Linked DNA regions of Mus musculus: region 1 is linked to region 2. The links are chromatin contacts, called in public promoter capture Hi-C maps. All regions are on one chromosome and are shown on one strand. The core of a region is the stretch at or near the end of the contact, and the rest is flanking DNA. Distances in the headings are between cores, read along the strand shown. Region 1 has its middle 13 kb from the start of Gm38926. Region 2 overlaps Gm38475 (a long non-coding RNA gene).

Region 1 (3,744 bases), core at 986-3,485, 240 kb before region 2:
TGATGACCTTGGCATTTTGGAAAGGACAAGCCAATTATTTTGCAGACTCTCTTTCACTTCGTGTCAGAAGTTTCCTCATGGTTAGATTCAGTTTATGTGTTTTGGCAAAAATGCCTCATAAAGAATGCGTTCTTCTTAGGGTATCGGTCTAGAATGTGAGTGGAACCTGTCTGTCCAAGCACTAAGGACATTCTCTTTGATTGCTAGACGGTGTGTTGCTTAATAACTTTTGCTCCTATAAAGTACAATTTTCAGGAGTTTCTTTAGGGCCAGGGCTTGAAGATGATTCTAGACCAAGGATGTCCCCCTGTAGTGAAAGAGTGTCCAATTCTGTCCAACATGACAGCCAGTGAGTGACACGTTTTGGGCACTTATGACAAAGGGTGCTATTGAAGACATCAAAGGGGGTACAGTCGGAATGTCAGAATGCTCATAAAACAGCCTGTATGTACCAACATCTCCTAAAACAGACAAGTACTGTGCTTTGGATCTTTGGACCAGGGGCTTAGGGCAGAGAACCATGTTCAGAGCTGAAGCCTCAGAGCTCATGGCCCAGCGGTTGCCTGGCGTTAGAGTGGCGCCCGGGAAGCCACCTCCCATCTTTATTTCAGAAGTAGCTGCTCTAGAAGCTCTAGGCAGAGCCAGGGTTAGCGCGACTTCATTCTGTAACCCGGGCTGTAGCCTGTTGTGATGACTGCTTTTTGCGGGGGTGGGGGTCGGGGGAGGGGAGCGTCTGAATCATTCTAAGAAAATGGGGCTTGGTTTGTTCGATGAGTTGGGGCCAGGTGAGATCCTGCAAGAACACTGTGTTGTTCTTGGAAGTGATTAAGGTTGAAGCACAAGTTCGGGGAGAACGATTGTATCCCTCATAAAAGTGGATTCTGTTCGTTTTAAGGTACACAATAGAAGCTGTGGCCCAGACTCGCCCCAAAGGCAGCCTCGAGGGCATTTACACGCACAGATGGGCATGCACTCAGGAGAGCCACTAAGGAAAGCTGACGTTGAAACGCCCACGTCTTAAGCTATCTGCTGTGAACCTCTGCAAAGATTCATTTTTTTTCTTGCCAAATATAGCATTCAGTTACCAAGTGGAATTGTAAAAGTTTACGTTTTCATGAAAATTCCGGTAATGTTTTTTCCCTCCTCCACCAACGTCTTCTCAGTTCACCACTAGAGGGCACTGTTGGCAGTGAGATCAACAGGAAGGAAGCAGAAAATTGTCTAGTGTTTCTTTGTTGTGTGTGTTTTAAATAACTTTAAATTACTTCCTTTCCGTCAGTAAATAAAAACGGAAATTTAAAAGCTACTCTACTTACAGTTTATATGGACTTGTGTTTCCACTCACCTCAGATACATACAAACCTTGAGTGTACTCCATTAACAAAATAAATAAATCATTGTAAAATGTAGTTCCAATTTCTCCCAAATGCTTCCTTTCCCCAGGCACCTCGCACACTCCTGTACATCCTGTTTGGAATGTTTCCCGCACTTGGAAACGCCTTAGTTGGTTTTTTTTTTTTGTTTGTTTGTTTGTTTTGTTTTGTTTTGTTTTAATTTCTGAGCCGGTTAAACAATTTTACTTTCCCAATCACACTTTCCTGTCATTTGCTTCCAGACCCCAGAGCAGCGAGGGATCTTTCTGGTATCTAGCTTAAGCTATTTATTTCCCGTGTACCATATATACATATTCTGCACGCACACACATGCACAGGAAAGCACATTCCATGTCTCCATTTAGAGGTTACAGAGGTGGCAAGCGTGTCTGCATTCTGAGGGCGCATCCAAAGCTGCTGTCTAGCCATAAGCTTCATGCTTTTGAGGAAAACCTCAACGATGACTCCAGGGGCAATCTCTGCCTCCTTTCAGTGAATGCTGGGCCGTGTCACCATCCTTCAGGCTCACACATTAGCCCCGTAGCAGGCTCTAACACAGGCTCACACAGGTTCTGCTTGGATTTAGTTCTAGGAATTGGCCTGAGGACTGGAGGGAGACTGCTGGTTGGTCTATCGGCCACAGGTAGGGAACGACTTCTGTAGAATCTTCCAGAACAGTGGAAGTGCTGGTGCTTACTAGATTTCCTACGTTACTTTCTGTTACTGCGATAGCACCCTGACTAAGTCAACCTGAGGCTGGAGCTGAAGCGGAGGCCATGCAGGAGCGCTGCCACTGGCTGCTCACTGGCTCACATTCAGCTACCTTTCTGACCTGGATGGACTGCCTGCCTAGAGATGGTGCCGCCCACAGTGGGCGGGGCCTTCCTCCAACAACTAGCAATCAAGAAAATGCCCTGCAAACACTCCCACAGGCCAATCTGATGGAGGCGATTTCTCAACTGAAGCTCCCTTCCCCCAGCCTCTCTAAGTTTGTGTCAGGTTGGCAGGTGAAGCTATGACATTAGGTAGGGACACAGAAGCCACAGGAAACTGCAGAGTCAGCATCCATCCAGGCCCCCTCCCCCAATCAGGGCTGTCATTGTCCCTCACACTTGCTCTGCAGCAAACTCACATGGCCCTGGAGTTCTGAGTCCCTTAGATCTCGTGCCCGACTCACAACTCCTCTCGCTGCCTTTCCACTACAGGCAAAATGAGCGCCCTGTGAGTGAGCAGTGGTGTCGTCTGGAACTCCAGCTTTGCAATACACCGCAACAACAGCTCACCACTCACGGTGGTTCAGGGCAAAACTTAGCAGCGGCTGCTTCTGCTACCCCAGGGCATCTTTTCCTGTATGCCCGGATTGCCATCTCTGCCACCACAATCTCCTCCAGTGGATTACTTTCTCAAGTTGCTACTGGACCTGCAACTGTAAAGTCCAAGTTGCCAAGGCCTTCCAGGACTTAGCTGCAGCCTATCTAGTAACCAGGATGCCATTAGCTTCCCCTACACGATGGCACTGGAGCCAATCCCAAGTCTCCACGAGGCTGTGTGTTCCTCCAACCACCTGTTAGCCAGATCCCTCCTCTCAGCTGAGGATGGCAAGATGGCATTAAATAGGCTAATATTTGTATGAGAGTAAGCCATCACTGTAAGAAACGAGGGTCAATGAATATTTTGGGCCAAAGGTAAAACTGTTTTAAACATCACGGACCACGTGTGTACCGCCCACCCAGCATTTAAAAACTCAAAGTGAAGCTGAGTTCATGCGGTCGGCCGCAGACTAGATTTCGTTCCTGTGAGCTTTAGTTTGTCAGCCTTTGAATGAGAGGTAAGAGGGGAGATCTGTGGGAGGCTGGAAAAAGCTCCAGAGTCCACCCGGGCTTGAATACACGAGGGACAGAGCGAGGGAAGTTTCTGGAAGCATGCTTGATCATCTGTGAAGGCCTGAGGAAGGCTGTCAGGGAGTGCTCGAGCCCAGACCAGCTGTCGTTTTGACAGCTCTGGAGAACAGGATTGTGATCCTTTCGAATAAATACGTGTCCACCTTCCTTCATCAGAGCAGGGCTTCGAATGTTTTCTGTTCATGACCCTTTCTTGTCTGAGAAACTTTTGCTACCCTGTGTGTATAAGCAGATGTAACAGGTACGTAAGTCAAATGTTTACTTAGGGTAAAAGCCTTCAGGTTTCGGAAACAATTCTTTGATACATACGTGATTTTACTGTTCATTACAGACAGAACCGTTTGCACATCACTGGATGTGTGTGTTGGTTTAATTCAATGTGGTTTGATACGCGCTGCGGTAGGAAGCATGGGAAGTCTTTTTTTTCCCCATAATTAGACTATTGTGCTTCCATAAGAGAAAGCTTCGAA
Region 2 (3,460 bases), core at 353-2,852:
TTCCCCCGAGAACTCTCAGGGACTAAACCACCAACCAAAGAGTATACATGGGTGGGTACATGGCTCCAGCTGCATATGCAGCAGAGAATGGCCCTGTCTGGCATCAAAGGGAGGGGAGGCCCTTGGTCCTGTGAGGGCTCAATGCCCCAGCATAGAGGACTCCTAGGGCGGTGTGGCAGGAGTGGGAGTGTGGGTGGGGGAGCACCCTCGTGGAGGCGGGGGTGGGGGGGGGTATGGGAGATTCTTAGAGAGGAAACCAGGAAGGGTGATAACATTTGAAATGTAAATAAACAAAATAACCAATAAAAAATTTTAAAAAGGAAAAAGAAAAATTCCATGTAACACTAAGACACTATAATATATATTTTATTACTTACAATTTTTATTGCACTTTCACTCAGATAGTTAACAATATATCCCTTCTGACTATGTCAAAAAAAAAAAAAAAGGAAAAAAAAGAAAGAAAACCTTGAGCTCGCCAAGCAAATGTGCACAGAAAAGGCAGCTCAATAGCGTCTGGCACAATCGATGGCCTGCTGATCATAGCGAGCCCACTGAATTGATAGGGGCATAGGGTAAGTGACAGGCCCAAGTCCAATAGGACACCTTTCACATACAAACCCTACTTGAAGACACTGTCACCTTTAATCAAAGTGTTTCTAAAATACAATTTTCTTTGTTGCCTTTTTGGAAGTAGGTAGCCATTTTAAGCTGGTCAGAGGGTTAAATGGGTTGTGACCACTTTGGGGGTTGAACAGCCCTTTCATGGGGGTCACCTAAGACCATCAGAGAACACAGAGATTTGCATTATGATTGATAACAGTAACAAATCACAGGTATAAAGCAGCAAAGAAAAAAAGTTTATGGTTGGGGTCACCACAACACGAGGGGCTGCATTAACGGTCACAGCGTTAGGAAGGCTGAGAAGCACCGGTCTAGATGAAGAGTGTGCGGGGTATCGCTGGTAAGGAAGATCCAGAGAGCCAGCTGACCTTACTCTCTCCATTCAACACTGCTGACACATTTGCATACACCCCGCCCAGTCTAATTCCCTCCAACTTGATGATTATGAAGTGGTGAGTTGGGCTACGCAGCCTGTTTAATGCATTGAGATGTCTTAATATCTGCTGACTTGGAATGAAGCATAAGGCGTACCCAGAACTGGCACCCAGGCAGGCTAAATGCTTTGGCCATCTGCTCCCCTGCAGCATTTATATCTCAGGTCCCGTTTGCTTTACTGTAGCTGCTACTTGCACACTGGGGTGCAGATCCGAGCCCCTTCTTAAAACCATCTCCATCCCGCTCCTGATCTCTGCCCATCTGAAATGATGGCTTGGAGCTCTGCTTTTAAATTTATGCTTGAGCTCAGAGGTCCGTTCAAATGTATACTTCCTTGAGTAGCACGGGTCTGTTTTGCTAACCTCACTTCTGGTTTCTGGTTTCACAGCACCCCCACCCTGAGTCTGTGCTCTAGTCCCCAGTATTTGCAAGGCCTCACTCTCCCTCGAACCACAGCTGAGCTGTCAGTCATGTTATCTCAGCAAGGCCACTGCTCTGCCTTCAAGCCCGCCCACTCTGATTAATTAAATGATTTGTTGACACACTCAGATTTCTGTTTACTCTAGCACGGAAGTTCTAGCCAAGATAATTCCATCCAGGGCTTCAGGACTTGCCTGTGACAAAATGCTGAGGCAGGAAAATGTTTCTGAGCAAGCTCTTGCTCAGATCTACCAACCTGACTTCCTCGTTTCTCTTTCCTTCTTATCACAACCTGTGAAGTCATTATTCATTTTTGGCTATTCCCATCTATTATCTATTTTAAATCCTTTGCCTGATGGTCCTTAGACCAAATTATAAGTCTCTATAGATGTTAGCAAATCCCAAATCTACTACTATTCCTACTAAAACATCAACGAATGTGAGTTCTTAAGTACTTGTGTGAGTTCAACTTTGTTGAAAAATAAGGCACTTACTAAGAGTTAGCTGAGCTTACAGCACACAGTAGGTGGTGTGGACAAAGGGCAAAATAAGGCACCAAAAGCCAGAGCCTCATCTTCCAGATGAGAAAAGCAAGAGACAGAAGTTAAACCATTGTCCCTCAGCAGGTAGGCAGGGTTGGAATTACTAAGGAAACCTACATAGTATGACGTCGCAACAGAACTGTCCAGAGAACTTTCAATGAAAACCAAATAATCCACATCTCTGCTGCTCACGACAAGAGCCACTCATCACTCAGGGTTACTGACATTTGAAAATTGGCTATGTACAAGCACGAAACAGAATTTTCAATTTCATTTAATGTGTGTGTGTTAGTGTGTGTTCATGTGTGTGTTCATGAGTGTGGTATATATGCGTATGTGTGGTGCATGTATGTATATGGTGCATATGTATGGTGCATGTATGTATGTTTTCCTGTGTGTGTGGTATATATGTGTATGTATGATACATGTGTGTATGCGTGTTCCTGTGTGTGGTACATTTGTTTCTCTCTCTGTGTGTGTAGTGCATGTGTGTGCATATGTGTGTGGTGCATGTGTTCATGTGTTTGTGTGTATGTGTGGTGAGTGTGTGTGTGTTCCTGTGTATGGTATTTGTGTGTGTGTACAGATCAAAGGACAACCTGTGGTGCCATCCTCAGGTGCTGCCACACACATGCACCATACTGACACACGTGTACCACACTCGTGAACACACACACCATCTTCTCACTGGAGTAGAGCTCACAAGTAAGCAAGTAGGGTCGGAGGCTCCTCATGATTGCAAGGCACACTCCAGCTGAGCTAGCTCCCCAGCCCATGAAGAAGATGTTTATACAACTGTGATGCTTGCCATGGATCCTGGCCTGCAGGCCCTGGGGAACAGCTTCAGGAGGGCGGCCCTGAAGACCGAGCGTCTTAGGTGTGGTTACTATTACTCTGATGAAACATCTTGACCAAAGCAACTTAAGAGTTCCACACCATTTGTTCATTGTCAAAGGAAGTCAGGGCAGGACCTCATGCAGGGCAGGAACCTGGAGGCAGGAGCTGATGCAGAGGCCATGGAGAGGTGCTGCTTTCTGGCTTGCTTCCCATGGCTTACTCAACTTGCTTTCTTATAGAACCCAGGACCCCCAGCACAGGGGTGGCACCACCCACAGTGGGCTGGGCCCTCCCACATTAATCACTAAGAAAATGCTCTACATTGCCTATGGCCTGATGTTGTGGAGGCATTTTCTCAGTTGAGGTTCCCTCCTCTCAGATAATTCTAGCTTGTGTCAAGTTGACATAAAACTAGCCAGCACACCTAGTATTAGCTTTCAAGCTCTCTGTGGGATCAGCCATGGCACTTGGGGAACCTGTATGAGTTCAACTCCTCTGATTTACCCCTGCTTCTTTCAGGATGTCCACAATAACCCCCTACATGCAAATCTGCTAGGCATGGTTTAATGTGCAATGTTCCCACAGGCTTATGTGTTTGAACA

What was found. Promoter capture Hi-C pulls out the DNA fragments that hold promoters and counts their contacts.
Region 1: a promoter capture Hi-C map of liver shows a contact between it and region 2, with 3 times the contacts expected there. The contact joins two enhancer-like sites. A contact is called at or near these places in 5 of 39 promoter capture datasets (the 3T3-L1 cell line, hippocampal neurons and liver), 13 of 484 Hi-C or Micro-C datasets (the 3T3-L1 cell line, the N1E-115 cell line, Sertoli cells and 8 more) and 4 of 115 datasets of contacts at active chromatin or transcription factors (embryonic fibroblasts, large pre-B cells, microglia and 1 more).

The regions. Positions count from the first base shown.
Region 1 is chr6:145,359,071-145,362,814 of GRCm38.p6, forward strand. No RefSeq gene overlaps it. Among named protein-coding and RNA genes, the nearest start is that of Gm38926, 13 kb to the left of the region's middle. Within about 2 kb of position 2,236, at least 42 of the 459 cell types and tissues checked have an H3K27ac peak or open chromatin away from gene starts, as enhancers often do. A contact at or near this core is called in the N1E-115 cell line and liver, where this site is marked.
Region 2 is chr6:145,597,824-145,601,283 of GRCm38.p6, forward strand. All of the region lies in intron 1 of Gm38475 (a long non-coding RNA gene), which reads right to left. Among named protein-coding and RNA genes, the nearest start is that of Gm38475, 15 kb to the right of the region's middle. Within about 2 kb of position 1,603, at least 27 of the 459 cell types and tissues checked have an H3K27ac peak or open chromatin away from gene starts, as enhancers often do. A contact at or near this core is called in the N1E-115 cell line and liver, where this site is marked.